Regions from separate parts of the Ovis aries genome. Here region 1 is linked to region 2. A link is a contact called in public Hi-C data. All regions are on one chromosome and are shown on one strand. Each heading gives the region's core, a stretch centred on a gene start, on an enhancer-like site or on the middle of the called end of the contact. The rest is flanking DNA. Distances are from core to core; before and after follow the strand shown.

Region 1 (2,700 bases), core at 125-2,624, 45 kb before region 2:
TTGAAGAATGATTCTTAATATGTTAAAATCGAGTACTTTTGACATACTAAATATATCAAAGCATTACATACTATATTGATTGCTGAGTGTAGCTGTCTAGCATGTGGGAGAGAGTGAACTTGAAGCTTGCCTACATCCTAAGTATATGATGGGAGAGATAAACCTTCCTGTGTTTTTTTCCGGAGACAGAATTTCTGTCCCACAGCCAATAGCTGATCTCCCCGAGGAAAAGTTAATTTCAAGAGTTATTTGTGGAGTGTTGCTGTATGCCAGGCACTCACCTAGGAGCCCAGCAGAAGCTTAGCTGACTGTGGCCCCTGGGGTGCTTTGCGTCCTCAGTAGGACTCTGTGGGTGTGCACACTCAGCTGCTGCAACTTCCTGGGGGCCTTTCCTGAGCATGACGGCATGGGCCCTGCCACGATGCTGCCCGTGGAGAGCTTGGAGCTGAGGTTCCACGCACAGATAAACATAGAGGAGAGAGATGACATGTATAAAAGGAGGGGGATAAATCAAACACCGCACGTTTGTAGAAAAGATGTTCTCAGGCTGGGCAATCAAGAAATGCATCATGGATTGAGGAGGCTTTGGCCAGACAGTGAAAGAAAAGTGGTGTTGGATTTGAGAACTGGGGTCTGGGGGGGTGGTCTGAGTCCAAGGACACGCGAGTAGAGGCTTAGATAGGGATGGGAAGAACCGTTGCACCGAGTGGGTAGTGACTCACGTGTTGTTGCCAGGCAACAACAGTGTGTGTGTTGGTGACTAACGGGAAGAGAAGGCAGCAAAGGTCTGTTGAGGCCAGACCCAGGAGGGCAGAGAGGGCTTATGACTAAACAATTTAGACTGAACACTCAAGTCACAGGAGCAGATGAATTTCGGTCAGGGGAGTGATCATAGGATCTTCTAGTATCAGTGTGTGGGGTGGCCCGGGCACTGAGAAAACCAGAGTCGGGAAGGCCCAGCAGAGCTCCAGGAGGCAGGAGCAGGGGGCTGAGTGAGGGGGCCCGGCTGGAATGGGTCTGGAGGAGAAGAAGCAGCTGCAGGGAGGAGAATGGAAGCAGAATTACTCCCGGTGTTTTTTTTTAACTCAGGTGCCATTTGTTATTTCCATGTCATCTGCCGAGCCCTTCACATACATTATCTCCTTCAATATAATCCTATGAGGCTAGTATTTGTGTCCATATTTCCCAGATGAGAAAACTAAGGCTAAGAGATAGGTTTGTCTGAAGTTGTGCGGCCAGTGGGATGTAGAAGAGCACACGCCAAGCACCCCTGATTCCTCGCCTGTGTTCTTTCTGCTCTACTAGGTTTTGAAGAGAGTAGGTGTGAGAGAGGAGACGATTCCCGTCCACTTTGTACTCAGTCAGGTGTCCATCAGGCCGCTGGAGACCTGGAGGAGCTAAATCTCAGGGACAGAGTGTAGGAGGGTTGAAGACGAGGCTCTAAGAATCAACTGCACGTTCGTTTACTCGGCACAGACTTGTGGAGTGTCTTTATGGACCAGCACTGCGTGGCCACAAGAGGACAGCGCTAAATGAGAGAGCCATATATTACTCCACAGAACAGGCTCCTGAGGGAGACTCCATACTGTGGGGTGACTGTCAGGTAGGGGGAATACAGGTTGGCTGCAGAACACCCATCTGAAGGATCTCACCAAGACGGGGGCTCAGGAAAGTCTCTTAAGGAAGAGGTATACTTAGCATGACACTCGCGTGCTAAGTCCCAAGATAAAAACTGAGGAAAACGCGTAATCTGGGCAGGGGAGCTAGGATATACCAAGACCCCTGCGGCAAGAGAAACATGATACATCTGAAGAATTAGAAATAATGTGGGGCCGAAATGGAGAAAACAGGAGATGAGGCCAGCGAGGCGGGCAGCGGCTAGATGTAGGAACGGCCCAGAAGCTCTGCTCAGGGATCTGGTCATCTCGTTAAGGACATAGGAAAATGTTCATGGATTGTAAGCGCTGGCACACTGCAACTAGACTCATGTTTCAGAGGGACAGTTCTGCCTGCTGAATAGATTTAAGGGAAGCAAGTACTGGAAGCAGGAAAACCGGCAAGGAGCTCACTGGGGAGAGGACTCTGGATGAGAAGCACTGGTGATCTGGAAAGAGAAGAGAGACTCTGGTTGATGTTTGCGGATGGCGGACGTATGGAACTTGGGGGTCTGTTGGATGTGGGAGATGAGGGAGAGAGAGGAATAGAAGTCAACGTGGAAGTTTCTAACTGGACCACTGGGTTGTTGCTGGTACTTCCTAGGTGACATGGTGGAAGGATCAGATGTGGGGTTTAAGATTGTTAGGTTTGGTTATCCTAAATATTTAATAAAAGGAGCTGAAGGCAAGGGGGTTTGGTTAGAGGGATGTCAGAATGTCCTAGTTCAGAAGTGAAGCAGTTCAGGTGACAGGAAGAGGACAAGGTGTTTGGAGTGGGTGGGCCAAGAGGAGGGCTGACTAGGAAGAGGTTAAGGAGCTGACAGACCTGGCCTCCCTGGTGGCACAGACAGTAAAGAGTCCGCCTGCAAGGCGGGAGACCTGGGTTTGATCCCTGGGTTAGGAAGATCCGCTGGAGAAGGGAAAGGCTACCCACTCCAGTATTATTCCCTGGAGAATTCCGTGGGCAGAGGAGCCTGGTGACTATAGTCCATGTGACTACAGTCACAGAGTTGGATATGACTAACACACACAGAGACCTCGATAA
Region 2 (2,700 bases), core at 192-2,691:
AGGAAGAAAGACGTGTGTTACTGTCTCTCTGTGGGTATGAGGCGTTGCGCTGGCCACTGTGGGCAGTCAGAGGGAAGGCCTTCGGGGCCTGCACGGGGCTGACTGTCCAGCTGGGGAGAAAACAAGCATGCAGGCCACATCGGGGACGAGATAGCCGGGGTGATCATGTCACAAGGCAGCATGTGATTAATTGCCAAACAAATGGCTCAAGAACATGGTGGTGATTGAATGTGATAATGTATGTCCAAGTGCCCCACCCCTCAGCACTTCCGGGCGCAGCGGGCCCTGCCGTCTTTCTCTCTCACCCAGGAGTAACCCCGTTGATGCATTTCATACAGCACAGGTACTCAGCCAGTCGGGCCAAGTCCTTTGAGCTCAGATCCCGGCCCCCAGCGCCTCCTACCCTTGAACCCAAAGCTGCAGAGATGCTCAAGAGAACGTGCCATCTTGTTTCTGAACAACCCACCTCCCTCCCTTGTCCAACCTTGTCCCTCCTTTAAAACCCTCCTCTTCCTTTAAAACCCAGCCTAGAGTTCCTCTATAAAGCCTGCTGAGCCTGCAGAGCTCCTTGCATGTGCTCGACGGCAATGCGCGCACGTGAGTCTCCTGCGGCAGGAGGGAGAGAGGTAGACTCCTGCCGCAGGGTCCTGTCTTTTCTCCTCACACTCTGAGCACAGGTCCCTTAAGTGTTTGTCACTGACCGAAACACATTAGAGCCTGAGTGCACATCAGGTGGGTTTGCAGTTGAGACCTAAGTGCTGGTGAGTGCAGAAGGTGACATGCCCAAGTGGCCCAGGGAGGCCGTGTAAAGTAGGGAAGGTTGAACTGGACCTTAAAGGTTCAGCTCAGAGAAAAGGCAGAGAACGAGGAGAATCCGAGGTGGGATAGCCCTGTGTCTGACTGCTAGCAGCCCAATCGGCCTCTCAAAACAGAAGCACAGAGAGGGAGCGAGCCCTGCAGGGCAGAGTGCTGGGGGCGGCTTATTTTAGCTGGAGCAGAGGTTTTACCTAAGGGAAGGCAGGAGGCTGCCCTGGAGGAAGGGTGGACGTAAGAGATGGAAGGTGATGGGCAGACCTCAAATGCAGTGGGGGTATCTTGCAGCAGTGGGCACCCTTTATTGCCTGTGAAAGCCATGGTGATCTGATCAAAGTGGTGGTGAAAGTGGGAGCTGTCCCATGGCCCTGCCCTCATTTTAACACCATGGCCCAAGGCCCACCGTCTCGGTGCTGCCCGAGACGCTCAGCACCCAGGTGGGAAGCCCCTCCACACACACAGCCTCTCCTGGAAATGCTGGGCTTTCTGTAAACAAAGGCTCTGCTTCCGGCACTGCCCTTGACCTGGCTCTGAGCTGTTGATTCTTTGAGTCCATTCAGCTCTGCCCTGTCCCTGTACCCTCATGACTGGCAGTGACCCGGAAGGTGGCAGCGCCCCCGCAGCAGGTGGCCTCCAGAGCTGAGTCACCGCCCTGGGAACAGTGCCCTGGCGAGGCCGGCCCAGGCAAACCGGGGAGGCCTCCCACCCCGCCTTGCTGTGCAAGGATCTCAGGGCACCGTCGGTGCTGCCGAGAAAGGGATCCTTTATGTGTCCTGGGTGTCATCAAGCTGATAGGAAAAGTGAAACTGAGGCCCCGGGAGACCAAAAAGGAGACTGTCCTGATGGTCCTTCCTGGCTGGTGTCTTTGGCAAGCGCAGAGGGCTTTTCTCAACAGTTACAGGGGCTGTGGTTGTTTTAATTGAACAGACACAAATTATCCATTGATGGATATCTTTAAGAATGGAATGAAGAGGTTTTGAAAATGTTGGCTTACGATTCTGTTTGACCTTGTACAATAAGAGCGCTCAAGGAATAAAATGACATGGAGTGATAGGATACCTAAGCTGCCAGTATCCTTAGAAATGAGCAAATGAGGTTTAAGGTTTCTTTTTCTTTTTTTTTAAGTTTTCTATATCATTCTTAGATACTCTGGTGGATGTTGTTTTTAAAAATTACGGTGCTTTCATTTCATCCCAGAGAAGATAAAAATGCAATGTTACTCTTGAAAGGAAGGGTTTTTTTTTTTTTTTTTTAGTCTGACTTGTTTACTACACCAATGAATAGAGATGACCTCAGTCTAAAAAAACCGAGTTAACCATAATCTCACTCCTTGCCTGGCAAAATAAGCCTTTTTCAAGTAGCTAGAGAAGTGCAAGTCTGACCACCAAGTCGTCATTTCAACTGATTAGATTTTCCAAAAGACAAAAACAGAAGGCTGTCTACATGTTCACAGCTGAACAGTGGCTCTCGGGAAACACTCCCAGCTTACTCAGTTCCTATAAGGCCATGACAAGTCTGGTGACGATTAATCAGACACTGACCAAATGCAAAAGCTCTACACGGTTAGCTATGTCGTGACCACTGTTTGAGTTTTCACAGTCAGAGACCACATCGCTGGCTTTCCGAGTATGCAGTTCTTTACCTTTAAAGGCTTAATTTTTTACGCTTTATACACTGTGAGCCTCGTTATTCTCTACTGCTGAGGTGCCCCTGAAGGCAGAACCCCAGTCGTTTTCTTGGGCAGGTTGTCTTGAGCACTGGGTGTATTTCCTTGCTCTGACAAGCCTGGGACAGTTTTCAGCAAGGCCATGGAACTCACTACTTAGTTGCCAAAGATGCTGTGAGCTGTGACTAGGAAGTTGGGTTTTCCCTATTGTTTTATTTTCT

What was found. A called contact is a pair of places that touch in the nucleus more often than the background predicts.
Region 1: a Hi-C map of liver shows a contact between it and region 2, with 4 times the contacts expected there. The contact joins two enhancer-like sites. A contact is called at or near these places in 3 of 16 Hi-C or Micro-C datasets (liver, muscle and tail adipose tissue).

Annotation. Positions count from the first base shown.
Region 1 is chr4:96,347,950-96,350,649 of ARS-UI_Ramb_v3.0, reverse strand. The region is part of intron 6 of LOC106991099 (a long non-coding RNA gene); the gene reads left to right. Among named protein-coding and RNA genes, the nearest start is that of MIR29A, 58 kb to the right of the region's middle. Within about 2 kb of position 1,374, at least 18 of the 54 cell types and tissues checked have an H3K27ac peak or open chromatin away from gene starts, as enhancers often do. A contact at or near this core is called in liver, where this site is marked.
Region 2 is chr4:96,303,347-96,306,046 of ARS-UI_Ramb_v3.0, reverse strand. The region is part of intron 8 of LOC106991099 (a long non-coding RNA gene); the gene reads left to right. Among named protein-coding and RNA genes, the nearest start is that of MIR29A, 14 kb to the right of the region's middle. Within about 2 kb of position 1,441, at least 29 of the 54 cell types and tissues checked have an H3K27ac peak or open chromatin away from gene starts, as enhancers often do. A contact at or near this core is called in liver, where this site is marked.